Linked DNA regions of Mus musculus: all the other regions are linked to region 3. The links are chromatin contacts, called in public HiChIP or PLAC-seq maps. All regions are on one chromosome and are shown on one strand. Each heading gives the region's core, a stretch centred on a gene start, on an enhancer-like site or on the middle of the called end of the contact. The rest is flanking DNA. Distances are from core to core; before and after follow the strand shown.

Region 1 (4,293 bases), core at 1,598-4,097, 380 kb after region 3:
TTGACAGTACCTGCATGCATCCTATTATGCCTCCTGAGTGTCTTTTGCATTTTATTTAACCTCATATGTAAATATAAACAACACAGAATGTTCCTTTTTATAAATAACTAAATTCCTCATCTGTGTCCCTGAGGACTTTTTGGTGGATTAGCAATGCTTGGTCACTGAACCACATCCCAGCCCTATGAGTTTATTTTTCAGTGTGTTTAAAAAATCCATCCTCTACCACATTTTGTCTTTAAAATCCTTATTTCTGTTTCCGTTTCTGTATTTGTGACAGGGGATTTGAAACCCCCATCATTAGCATAGTGCAGAAAGGCTTATTATGTTTACACACTAAGTATCAAGTCTGGGTTCAGCATCTCTCAGATCCCTTTTTCATCTGAGGAACTGGCTTGGGGTCACTTGGAGCATGTCCATCCAGCTGCTCAGAGTTCTTGTAGTACAGCTCTGGCCATGGTATGCAACGTTCAGATTCTTGCCTTTAGTTGAATCTCCATATGACTTATTTATATTCACATATGAGGTTAAGTAAAGTGCAAAAGATGCTCAGGAGGCTTAATGGTATACATGCAGGTGCTGTCAAGTCAAGGGCGACAGGGGGTCCTATGGACCTGAGGTTACAGCAGAGACCCTTTCAGCTGCCCAATATGGGCAAGGTGTCCAGTCTAGAAGTCATAGGGAATACATTTTCTGAACTGATTGACTGGTAAAACCTATTTTAGATGCAAAAAAATAAGGTGTCAAGATCTGAAAGGCCAAGGAATGTAAACTTTTTACAGTTGACCCTAAAATTTCCAAATCTTTTCTGAAATTGATAGGGAGAATTTCCTATGTGTACACTGTATCCGCATCATCCTGGCCTTTCCCCATCTTTCCCAACTCCATCTAAAATTAATGATTTCGTCTTTTATTTTGGGTGCGGGTGTGTGTGAATCTACTAAGTCCATTAGTGTGTTTTGTATGTATATATGTTCAGGGTGTTTACAAAATATTTTGTTGATGAGTCCAAGAACCAAAAGGAGGACTTCAGTTTTCAATGTAACACCAGCCAAAGATACACATTCTGGAAGCAGAATAAGGAAGTGAAGTAAAGAAAAGGGTGCATAGCACACCCCGCCAAAGCTCGTTGGCTGTAGCCTGATGTGCAAGCCTAACTTAAGGGATGCTGGAAAATAGTTTCCTCTTTGGGAGAGGTGACCATGTGACCAAACTGTTTTGTTTTTTTAATTTTTGTGGTTTTTCTGTTTTGTATTCTTTTCCTTTTTCTATCTGTGACCCTTCTGAAAGGCTGATTGAGTGATTAGAGTTTCAACAATTGCAGAGAGATTTGGGATGGTGCTGGTCTAAAGCCCAGTTATAATTTACCTTGGGCTATCTTTAGCTCCTTTCACAGATTGGCCTCTTCTGCATGTGTGGTAGCTTGTCTGAAGTGCTGTCTGCATGGACCCTCTCCTTCCTCTGGTTGGCATAAGTTCAAAATAAGCCCCTCCTCCTGTAAGTGTCATGGTTCATAGTGTATGATCACAGCAATAGAAAAGTGACTAGCCGTGTGTGTATTATGCCCTCGTGATTATGAGGGAAGTCTTTTGGGATGTACTAGGACCCTAGCTCCGCCAAGTGAAAGCTAAGGAGACCAGTTAGCATCTGATGCCTGCAGCTAAGATACTCTTACCTTTCTGCACCCCTCTTACTTGGTATTTCCACAAAAATATTTGAAGAGTATCGATTTATGAGTTTCTTGGGTTTGTTGCTAAAGAAAACTTGACACCATCACCATGTTAGAAACATGGAGTTTTTGGTAATCAATGTTTTACTAGGACATGGTCACTTGTGTTTGGCTCTGGAATAAACAATCCCATGTCCTTTGAGGTGAGAGCTGTGTTTTGCACACCCCCAACCCTTAATTTTTTCAATTACAGACAAATCTTTACTAGGGAACTAATTTTGCTACTAGAAGAAAATTTGAGGATCATGTCTATTGTAGTCTAGCAATTTATATGGTCAAACTCAAGGGGCATAACCCTTAATCCTTGTTAGATCCTGCTAATTAGGACGATGTAAACAAAGAGTCCAGGGCAGAGGGGCTGGTGGTAGGGAGAGGGGTTTCAGCTGATCAGCCTCAGTTATGTTACTAGAGGGTTCAGTCATCCTCACCTCAGGGACAGAGGCAACTGTGAAGATGGAGGATGCTATCACATGGTCTTGAGAGTGCATCCTTGGGATGGAGGATGTTATCACATGGTCTTGAGAGTGCATCCTTGGGATGGAGGATGTTATCACATGGTCTTGAGAGTGCATCCTTGGCTCACCCTCTGTACATAGATAGGAAAGCCTGGCTTTTTGTCTGCTAGGACTGAGACTTCATGTTGCTTTCTGTTCCACTCTTTTCTGATACTCTTTAGATCAGCACCCAACTTTCCAGGAGAGAAAATCTGTGCCAATATCACAACCCAGTGATAGGCTGTCTCCACTCTTCCTCAGCAGGCATTTTATGGGGCAGGGCTATATGTGTTTGAACATTCCACAAGTGGAACTGGTAGACAGGCTGGAGTGGTTTGGGGATGGGGAGGCTGAGCTGTGGATGCTGGCAGGACATTAAGGACTGTTTCTTCTGGATGAAGCACTAAGGGAGCACAGGTCTGACTTCCTCTGTGAAGGTCATTAGAGAGTCCCAACACACACACACACACACACACACACACACACACACACACACACAAACACTCAGATTAGCAGATGAAATGGTTTCCATGGCAACAATTGGACAAGCACATTGCTGCAATCAGCATTAATTTGAAATATTTTTTTTTTCCTGAGTCTCCTTGGAGTCGGTTTGGGTTTGTGAGCACAAGTGCTTGCCAGCTCTCTAATCCATGGCACCCTTTGAAATCCTATCCAGTGTGTGTGTGTGTGTGTGTGTGTGTGTGTGTGTGTGTTTTGAAACTGAGCCAATTAACTGAGAAGAACTGGGTGGGTCCAGCAGAGCTGGCAAGACTGTGTTTACCAATTAGTTTTTTTTATGATGTAAATGCTGCACCCCATGCAGCAGGAATAAAAGCGAGCCGCACTCAATATGAAACTGTTAATTGCATTTTCAGAGACACAGCTACAAGGTGAAACTAATCACACAAATGATAACTGGTTCCACCACCTACAGCGCTCTGCCTTGCACTTCCACTAATCTGTATTAAAACAGCCCCCTTGGTCCTTGCAGCAAAGAAAAACATAGCATTTGGGATAACCTTCCCATTTTAAAGAGAAAAATGTGTATATATGGGAAGCAATATAAAGGATAATTTTCATTCAAATTGGATTAATACTGTTAACAAACACCACAGCAAAGGGCAGGGTAGTGCCTCAGGAAGGACTTTTCTTTTCTATAAAATTATAGGGAAGTGCATTTGTGAATGAATGCGTGTATATTCTGAAAAGCAAGACCCAGTGCGAATAAGCTTGTTAAAGAAGAAAGAGCCATGGTAATTAGCAAAGGTTGGCTTTCCCATATGATAAGATCACAGAGGACGTTCTAGAAGTCCTCTGGAGAGACATAGGGGATATCTATGGTCCTCTTGCCTTGAAAGACAGGGAGCAGCCCTCTATACGTGGAATGCCAGAGGTATGATGAGGCAGGATATTTGCACAGCTCCGTCCTCTGCTCCTGTTAGGTAGCTAGTCAGACAAAAGTGCACATAGAGGTCAATGAGGATGGACTGTTGCCTCATAAGAGCTTATAAAACTAGGAGGTGCAACTTCAGATCTCTGTCCCTGAGTCTGGGAGATATGTCATTCTTAACTGGCTGGAAGGCCATTATAGATAATTACTTAATATCCTTATCTGACTTAGGATTTCTATTGCTGTGATAAAACACAATGACCAAGAGCAGCTTGGAGAGGAAAGGGTGTGTTTCATCTTAAAACTCTCAGGCTACACTCTGTTGCTGAGGGAAGACTGGGTAGGACCTCAAGGCAGGAACATGGAGGCAGGAATTGAAGCAGAAGCCATGGGGAAAAGAAAACGCTTCTTACAGCCTTGCTATGAATGGCTTGCTCAGCCTCATTTCTTATAGTACCCAGGAACACCTGCCTGGGAGTATCACTCACTGGCCTGTGAGCTGGTTAGCAGTTACAATCAAAGGAGAAAGCCTAATTTTTTTCTTTACATTTTGTAAGCATTTATTAAGCAAGTAATGAGATACCGCATTAAGCACCACGTGTGTATTTGACATTGAGCTATGTGGTCTGTGTTAAGAGGCAAGGAGAATAGTAGTTAAAGTTTATATGACACACATA
Region 2 (4,356 bases), core at 210-2,709, 260 kb after region 3:
TGCCCCTCCGAGTTCCAGCTTGGGAAGCAGCTGCTAGAAGGAACACTGTTGGCAGTGATATTCACATCCAAAGACCACGGATCCTGGAAGAAGTCCCCATCACAGGCCCCACTGGGAACCAGCAGTTTTCCTTCCAATGAAGCACTAGACCAGGACTCTCCTGGGAGCAGCCAGGGCAAGCATCTGGAAGTTCCCTGGTAAAGGCCCCTGGCTCAGTACACAGCCTGCTTGGGTCTCCCGGTGACATGTGTGAGTGAGGGGGAACTACTGCTCCTCCTAACTGACCTTGCTGGTTGAGCCCACCCTACATGGAGGTCCCTCCCATGTGCTACTAGGGAACATCACAAGCACTATTGGCCACTGACACCAACATGCTTGCAGGACAGAGATTCGGGTGTTGGAGAGCTAGCTCCTGGAGTGGGACCCCTGGCACCTGCCTTCACGCCTTCCCCCTGCCCACGGTGAAGCTGATGGCAAGCCGATCAAGCTGCCCACCCCCACCCGAGGGCTTGATGGGAAGTCAGAGCACTACACTGTGGGTCTTCTTCAGCACCCACTCATGTTACCAACTCTTTTTTTTGTTGTTGTTGTTATTGTTGTTGTTGTTCTTAATAGTTTTAAATTTTAACTTATAATATTGTATTTTGGCTTACATGAAACACTGGTAATGAGCCCTCCCCACTCCCACCCCACACACGATGACTCTGAAAAACTCCCCTAAAGAAATCCTAAATTAGTCTTTAAAAAATACACAAAAATACACTGGGGCAGGGACACTGGCCCTTAAGGAGCAGTAATTACTGAGACTGAGGGGTGCCAGAGGCCCAGTGTGGTCTTTGTGCTCAGGGACTGACAGACTCAGGCTCATACATAATTCAGGAGCAGAGACAATACAAGGAGCAGAATTTAGAAAGAGCCAGAGTGGCTAAACACCCATGCCTGGGGTAAATAAAGAGTGCCCAGGAACCCTGTGATGATTTTTTGTACAATTTATGAAAAAAAATCATAGCGTTGAGGTACTAGGGTACCCTCCCTGTGTGTGGTGGGAACATCCCAGGTTTTCACTTTTCCCTAGGAAAGTGTGTAGCCCTCGTGGGCCCGCAGAAGAGCATATGGTACTGCAGGGACAGTGTGTCCCCCACCCCTTTCGTCCTCCTTCCTTTCTCTGTGCACCACAATGCAAAGCTTTGTCGAGCTAATACTTCAAGGATCAACATCGAAATTGGAACTTTCTCTTTCTATAGCCACATCCAATTAAAAGTATCTTAGACCTCCCAGCGGCTCCCCCTCCAGGGCGGCCTGGCTGTCAGAGCCCTGGAACTATACATACATTTTAAATCAACCTGCGGGTCTCCAACCCATACACAATATTATAAACAGCATTTTCGCAGCCCCTTTGTGTGTGCCGCTGTGAATCGGGACCGCTGAATCACATGGGTAAACCCTGCCTCCACCCACACATTCCCGGTTTATGGAGTCATTTCAGAGCAATCCAATTAGTCTCCTCCACCTGACCGTCTGTTGATTACATTTGGATTTTTCTTTGCAGGCGATGTGGGGCGCTCACTCTATGCCGTACAGCTGCAGCTTCTCACCTTCTCAACCCCGCCGAGGAGGAGAATTCACTGCACAAACTCCTGTGCGAATCGTGTGTAAGGAAAACAGTTTGTACAGACGCCTGCCTGAATGTACCAACCTCAGGAGAGTGCCCTGCACAAAGGCCTTTGTGGGCCTAGCTTAGGAGAATCAGACATATTAACCAATGCAAATAAAGGGAGAAGGACTAGAGATGGACTCCTCAGAGAAAGGAAACATGACAACTGTACGCAGGCCAGGAGTGTGGGACCACGGGCTCTGGTCTCTACACGTTTCTCAGCTCATGCTCTGTGAACATTGCTGTGACAGTGACAACCAAGATTTCCACCCCCCTATAAAATTAAATGTCACTCTTGATAGCATAAAATCTGAAACATCATCCTGCCAAGTCCACACCAATACTTGCACAGAAAATTAAACCCTCTCTGTTTATTGAGAGGGTAATGTAGCCTTCAGATGTGTGAGAACCCCTGCTAAGTGAGAAATTAAAAAAGCACCACTGTACGGTCTAATGGTATGTATGAAATAAGAAAGGTAACTTAATTGGTAATCAGAAGAAATCATAAAACTAATCATGCAATTAATGTCTTCAAAAGCAAGCACACGAGGTGTGTATAATTACAAGGAAACAGCGCAATGGTGGCCACTAGGGCCTTGCACGGCTTCCTTGGATGGCCTTCAGCGCCTGCATATGGACTCCCTGGCTTGGTGTCTTTGCCACCTTCTCTAGCACATGGGCCACACCGAACTCCCCTCATGCAAAGGGATCCTAGCATGCCTCTCTCTAAGCTCTGTTCTTCCTTGTCACTGGCTATGGGTCCCTTGGGAGGTATGGCCATGCGTGTATATGTGACAGTTGGGGATTGCTCACTGAGGTGGCTGTGGGAACAACTAATGAACACATATTTACATCTGCAATACCCTGGTTTTCTTTGGAAAGCTACACTGAATAATAAGCAGTTGTTGCTTAACACACACAGTTTGAAGGCTGTTGCAGGGAGGTTAACTTGTTGATAAGTAGGGCCTGTGATGAAGAACCACCAGGTGTTTTTTTCTAGGTCCTATGTCTCTGCACCAGGAGTCCCCCACACAGGTCACCACAGTCCTCTTTTATCCTGGTGACTATATCCTATGTCTCTGCACCAGGAGTCCCCCATGCAGGTCATCACAGTCCTCAGAGAACTAATTGTTCACAAACAAGAAATTACAGAGGAAGAATTCCATTGCTGCTTGTCTTATGCTGATTTGGTCTTGGGGGTAATCACAGTGCCCTGTAGGTTCACACCAACATTGCCTGTTAAGGATGTGCACTAATCTCTCTGCAGAGCTGCATGAGGCTCCCTGGACCTAGCCTGCCACCATTAGGTAGAGGAGAAATGGCCAGTGGGAGAAGCAGTAATAGCTAGGCTGGAGTTAGAGGGAGAGATAAGATGCTAGGAAGAGGAATGGTGTGAGTAGGAGGCCCATTAACAGCAGAGCAAGATATCAAGGGAAGGGCTGAGCATGGTGGTAAGGGGAGCCTAAGGGGAAGAGCTTGGAATCCCATGGATAAAGAAGGTGTGCTATGTGAAATGAATACATTATGGTTAGTCTTGCCCTGCTGTGAGTGTATTCACTTTTAATTTGACCTCAGTGCCCAAGGACTTGCAGTTTGCACCCTGCAGGGGAATGCTGTCCTTGGCATGGGTGGTGCGCTGAGGACTTGTGGCGGTCCCATCAGGACCCTGACACATGGTGGAGGGTTGTTCTGTGAGGACCCACCTGGCCGATGTCTTCTTTCTCTTCTAAGGTCTGTTTTCAACAAGCAGACGAGTCACAGATATGAGACAGGCACATAATTCTATCTTCTCCATACAAGGGGGAGAGAATCATCTCTTTGCTCCTGGCAGTGGACATTTCACGTAAAGCAAAGGGCTTACTGCTTTAGAGAACGTACAACGTACGTGGCTAGCAAGAGAAGATGCAGAAAAGGCCCTCCTTTAGCTATCCTCTGCAAACCATAGTCTGAGAGCACTCCCTTGTTCTTACGTCATTTTGAGGTAGCACATGAGGTGATTTACCCTTTTGTGGGTCCTTTGATCAGCCCCCCAACTGTCCAATTATCTTCACGTGTCAGATTTCTCATGCTGAATTACACAGCTTTAAGCCTCTCATGTTGATCATGGCTCAGACCAGGAGTCACCAGAACATTTTGAGAAGCCACAGTACAGAGGATCCCCACCCCCCAAAGCTGGGCCATTACATATCCCAAGGATCCCACCTGCTCTGCTAGGAAGGGGGGCTTTGGAAGACAGCTAGGGTAACAAACGGGTCACTAGGGAAAAGGAATGTTTTCGAAGTTCATGCTGAAAAAAGAAGGTAAAGTGGGCTTGGCTTCCATGGCACATGTAGATCAATGCCAAGTATATTAAAGTTTGGATATGGAAAAAATCACAAGTTTTCAAAGAAAGTATTAACATGCCTTTGTGCAGCCAGTGAGGTGGCTCAGTGGGTGAAGGCACTTGCCACCAATCTTGATGATCTGAGTTTGATCCCTGAGATCCACATATCTGGAGAGAACAGATTTCCACAAGTTGTCCCCTGGTCTCCACATCTGTGCACACACGCAGATGCTAAATATAAATTAGTGTAGTTCTTAAAAAATATTTCTTAACCCACATGAGGAAAGCATTTCTTTAAACCCTTCCCTTAGAAAATTCAAACTACCCAGGGAAGATATAGAAAGTACAAATGACATTCGATGAGATCTGAATGGACTGT
Region 3 (4,446 bases), core at 407-2,906:
TGCCCTACCCCATGTTTAGTCTGCCTGCCTCTGCCTCCTACGTGCTGGGATTAAAGGCATGTGCCACCATGCCTGGCTTTACCCCATGGTTTTTATTTTAATCTGTTTTAATATTTGTTTCCTGTAGTAAAATCTTACATTTTTAATTTTTTGTTTGTTTGTTTCAAGACAGAGTTTCTCAGTGTAGTCCTGGCTGTCCTGGAACCCATTCTGTAGACCAGGTTGTCCTTGAACTTAGAGATCTGCCTGCCTCAGCTTCTGAGTGCTGGGGTTTTTGTAGTTAAGGATAGAGAAGAGGGAAGGAGTCTTATTAGGGGCAGAATGGAGTTTTGGGGGGTGGGATGGAGAAAGTGGGGATTTCTTTAATTCTTTCCTTGTGCCTTTGTTGAACAACCCCCCCCCCCCACACACACACACACACCCTGATTTCTTCATAGGTCTGCCTTCTCTCATTCTGTCTGCTTGGTATTTTTTCTATACCTGTCTCTAAGCAGTCCAGTTGTGTACCCTGGTGTTCATCCCAGCAGGCACCCAAGTGAGGATAGGGTGACTTAGTGTACCCTTCCCTTCCAATCCTGCTACAAATCTTCTGTGTCTGCGCACATCACGTGTGTGTCTGTGTGGACATTCCCATGCTTACATCTGTGCATGAGTGTGCAAAGGCCTCTGGGTCAATACTTCCATCTCCTTGTAGATATGACAGCATTGTTTACCCTGGTGATGTCGTGATGTCATGATCAACAGGAGCTCAGGTCTTTGGCCACAAGGGTGACACTGTGAGTCAATCTCAGGACCATGTGGCAAGACCACATTGGTCTCCTATTCCATGTTCCAGTTTAGTCTGCTGTGGCAGGAGAAATTCCTTTTCCAGGGTCTGTGTTGGGTGCTGTGCCTGAGCTGACATGAGGCTAGTGACGTTGTTGGTGTCTGTCCTCAGCAGCCAATTCCACCTCCTGTGCCTGCTGTTCCAGGCTTTCTTGTCATTGGCTGTCTCTAAGAAAGGAGTGACTTCCCAGTTTGACTTGAGGGGCCTAGGCGCAGTAGGACTGTATAAGTGCCACGGGGCTCCTTCCTCTGCAGAGCACAGTAGCTTCTTCACAGCAAGCTCATTCTGAAGAGTGGTTCTGTCTCTGACCATGGGGATTCCTCTGCAGGGTCTCCCTTTTCTGCCATTTCCCACATGACTAGCAGTCTGCCCCTTTCCTCTCTTCTCACCCTTCTGAGGCACCAACCATGAGATAGGAAAATGGAATCTCTGTAGTATCCCCAGAAACCCCCAGATCCATAATGTTAACCAGGAGCCAGAGTCTTAGCAGGGAGAAAGCTTGTGGGGGATGTCTGGTGTGGGTAGAGCTGCAGCTTCACACACTACCTGCACTCACCTGACATTCCCCACTGGGGATGAGGAGGAAGCTGGATTACTCCTCATTGCATCCCCTCTTCCTCCTCCCGAAGTGCCTTAGCTGAAGCTACCTCACAGCCCTGTATTGTACCCAGGACTTCCCTGCTCACTTTAAATCCAAGGACAAAGTCCTTTTGCTTTCAGAGCCTCCAAGGAGCCGTGAGGAACTGTGTTATTTCATGAATACTGAGCAGGCCCAGGGCAAGCCCCAGTGGTTCTCAGCTGTGGCCATGTGAGATCTGGCCCTTCAAGCCTCCACTCAATGGTCTCAGTGGAAGGATGAATTCCTGTCAGGCTGCCAATTAGGAGGTGAATGTTACACCATGCTGGGTTGGGGGAAGGGGCTTGGAGTGTATTGTGCTTGTCTGCAGCAGGCAGGCTGTCTTCTGGTGGAGGCTGTCCAGGAATACCACTGAGTCTGAGCAACCAGGAGGGTGCGTCTGTGATAACTGTGTGTGTGGCAATGTCTACTGATGGGTACAGCTTTATTCCTCAGGAAACCATGTGTCCCGGCCACTTCTGACTATGCAGAACAGAGTTCAATAGTGGACAGTCACTGGGTAGTGCATGGGCAAACCCAGACCAGGGAGGACTCCCAACCAACTGTAGCCTCATAATTCTCAGGCACATGCACTTGGATGCAATGAGGGGTGCAATGGGGGGACTCATCGCCCTACAAGGTCTACCAAGATCAGCTTCTGTATTGTTTGCTTTCCTTGTAGTTGGGACAAAATGCTTGACAAAGCAACTAAGGAAGGCGAGGTTCATTTGGCTTATCATTTGAGGGTGTAGCCAGCATGGCAGGAGGGGCATGTTGGTAGAAGTGTGAGGCATCTGGCTGGTCACATGACTTCCACAGCCAGGAAGCAAAGAGCGATGGATGCTGGTACTCAGCTTGCTTTTTATTCAGTCTGGGACCCCAGTCCACAAGTTGGTGCTGCCCCCATTCAGGTTGAGTCTTCCTACCCCTGACCCAATGTAGGACCTCTACCCCCCCAGACATGTCCAAAGGTTTTTGGTCTAGATGATTCTGTCTGGCTGATAATCAAAATTAACCATCACAGATTCCAATGGGTGCATGAGTACTGTGGCCACAGGATACTCTGCTTCCCTTCCAGGCAGGAAGTCTATCTGTTTTCCAGCCCAGCTGCATTCTGCCTTGGCCCCATCTGTAAAATCACCCTGTGACAAAGCTGTGGCAGTAACTGGACAAGACAATAATATGTAATATGATGATTTATTTTCCTAAATCCTGAACCCAGTAGGAACAGGTCTTTAGGGAGATGAGATGCTCATAACATTGGCATAACTCTCACACTACAAGGGAGTCTTCCAGTCCAGGATGTTGGCTTTGACGACAGGAGCAGCCTGAGTCCACAGCTCTTTTCCTTTCTGGTTCCCTCTTTTCTTTTACTCTCTGTGGAATCCCAGCCTTGGTGCTGCATAACACACTGTCTTCTCCATGTGCTTCCTGACCCCTAAGCACTCTGGGAAGGGCCAAGCCTCCAGATGCAAGAGTGGCTGTTGTTACCTATAAATGTGTTTCACACAGCAAAGTCTGCAGTGTCTTATGCTGAGCACAGAGGTTGTTGTGCCCGGAATATAAAATGGCACCACAGAATCACGTGTTTGAATCCTTGGTGCTCAGATGATAGCAGTATTTGTGAAGAGACAAAGGAGCCAGGAATGGGAAGCTGAGAGCTTACATCTTAAATCACAGTCATGGAGCAGAGAGAAGAAACTATAAATGCAAGACTTGTTAATCTCAATGTCTGTCCCCAGTGACAAACTTCCTTCAGCAGGACTGCAACCACAGGTAAAGGAAATAGGTAAAACACTCAGGTGATACACTCTGGGGGCACAACCACCTTAGGAGGACACCCCATCGTCCCATAAGTCTAGAGGACCTTGGGATTAGTCAGAGTTGTCCAAATGATCCTAGCCTTGAGCAGAGCTGAGGAAGTGGAAGAAAGCACTGGGCCTGCATCTCAAGTGTGGGCATGTGCTCACAGTGCAAGTGGGACACCCATTCCCCAGCTTGAAAGGGAGTAGAAGAAGGTTGTGAGGTTATACTGGTGTCTCTTAGAATTTTCTAGAACTTGGGACAATACTTCTGTTGCCATCTTTCTCCCCTTTTAATGCCTAACTAAATTTAATTTATTGTGTGTGCACATGTGGGCATGTGCACTTGCATGCTTATGGGTGTGTATGTTCATATGTATGAAGGTGCACATATGTATGTTCATGTGGAGGCTGAAGGACAACCCTAGGTATCATCCTAAGGAATTCCACCTGTTTTCTTTAAGACAGTGTCTCTCATTGGCCTGGAGCTTACCAGTTAGGCTAGGCTGCTGCTCAGGGAGTTCTAGGAATCCTCCTGCCTCTGTCTTCCCAGTACTGAGATTACAAATGTGCAATCATGCCTGGCATGGGTTCTAAGTCAAACTCAGGTCCTTGCAGTTTCAAGACAAGAGTGTGCTGGCTGAGTCATCTCTTTCTAGACTTTCTCCCCATTGCCATTTTATGGCAGAATAGTTGTAGGAAGGGCAGGATAGCAATGTCTGTTCCTCATAGCTGTGTACCAGCAAAACATGTTGAGCAGCCATTGGGACTTGATCTGACCATCACAGTTTCTCTATAACCCTGTTTCCCATCCTTCTTTACCCCCTAGACTGTTGGCAGGGCAGGGTCTCAGCCTTAACCCTGAACTGATGTTCCCTGGGCAAGGAAAGGGCAACAGAGGATGTGAATGCTTTTAGAGACAGAGCTGCAGCCTGGTGGGAGGAGTCTTGGAGGTTGCCTCCAAGCTCCCAGAGGCTGCCTGGGATGGTCAATGGTTACACAAGGTCCTGGGCTCAGCACAATTCTATCATATTGTGAGGCTATTGACTGAAGGGTGTTTCAGGTGCTAGAACAGGAAGGCAGTGTCATTGCCAGACAAAGGATGTGTCTTCATGTTAGCCCATCATGCCTGCCACTCTAGGGTTCACAAGTTTCTCACCACACTGACATAGCCAGAGGTCATCAGTGGTGCTACTCACTCC

What was found. HiChIP or PLAC-seq counts read pairs in DNA pulled down with a chosen protein or histone mark.
Region 1: a contact with region 3 is called in an H3K4me3 HiChIP or PLAC-seq map of embryonic basal ganglia, with 2.7 times the contacts expected there. The contact joins two enhancer-like sites. A contact is called at or near these places in 2 of 115 datasets of contacts at active chromatin or transcription factors (embryonic basal ganglia and embryonic stem cells) and 1 of 9 other capture datasets (embryonic stem cells).
Region 2: an H3K4me3 HiChIP or PLAC-seq map of embryonic basal ganglia shows a contact between it and region 3, with 2.5 times the contacts expected there. The contact joins two enhancer-like sites. A contact is called at or near these places in 7 of 484 Hi-C or Micro-C datasets (LSK cells, embryonic stem cells, forebrain neurons and 3 more) and 8 of 115 datasets of contacts at active chromatin or transcription factors (astrocytes, embryonic basal ganglia, embryonic forebrain and 3 more).

Annotation. Positions count from the first base shown.
Region 1 is chr12:116,936,960-116,941,252 of GRCm38.p6, reverse strand. All of the region lies in intron 11 of Ptprn2 (protein tyrosine phosphatase, receptor type, N polypeptide 2), which reads right to left. Among named protein-coding and RNA genes, the nearest start is that of Gm31336, 180 kb to the right of the region's middle. Within about 2 kb of position 2,847, at least 15 of the 459 cell types and tissues checked have an H3K27ac peak or open chromatin away from gene starts, as enhancers often do. A contact at or near this core is called in embryonic basal ganglia, where this site is marked.
Region 2 is chr12:117,051,139-117,055,494 of GRCm38.p6, reverse strand. All of the region lies in intron 12 of Ptprn2 (protein tyrosine phosphatase, receptor type, N polypeptide 2), which reads right to left. Among named protein-coding and RNA genes, the nearest start is that of Gm10421, 98 kb to the left of the region's middle. Within about 2 kb of position 1,459, at least 69 of the 459 cell types and tissues checked have an H3K27ac peak or open chromatin away from gene starts, as enhancers often do. A contact at or near this core is called in embryonic basal ganglia, where this site is marked.
Region 3 is chr12:117,312,436-117,316,881 of GRCm38.p6, reverse strand. The region is part of intron 1 of Gm5441 (predicted gene 5441); the gene reads left to right. Among named protein-coding and RNA genes, the nearest start is that of Gm5441, 22 kb to the left of the region's middle. Within about 2 kb of position 1,656, at least 8 of the 459 cell types and tissues checked have an H3K27ac peak or open chromatin away from gene starts, as enhancers often do. A contact at or near this core is called in embryonic basal ganglia, where this site is marked.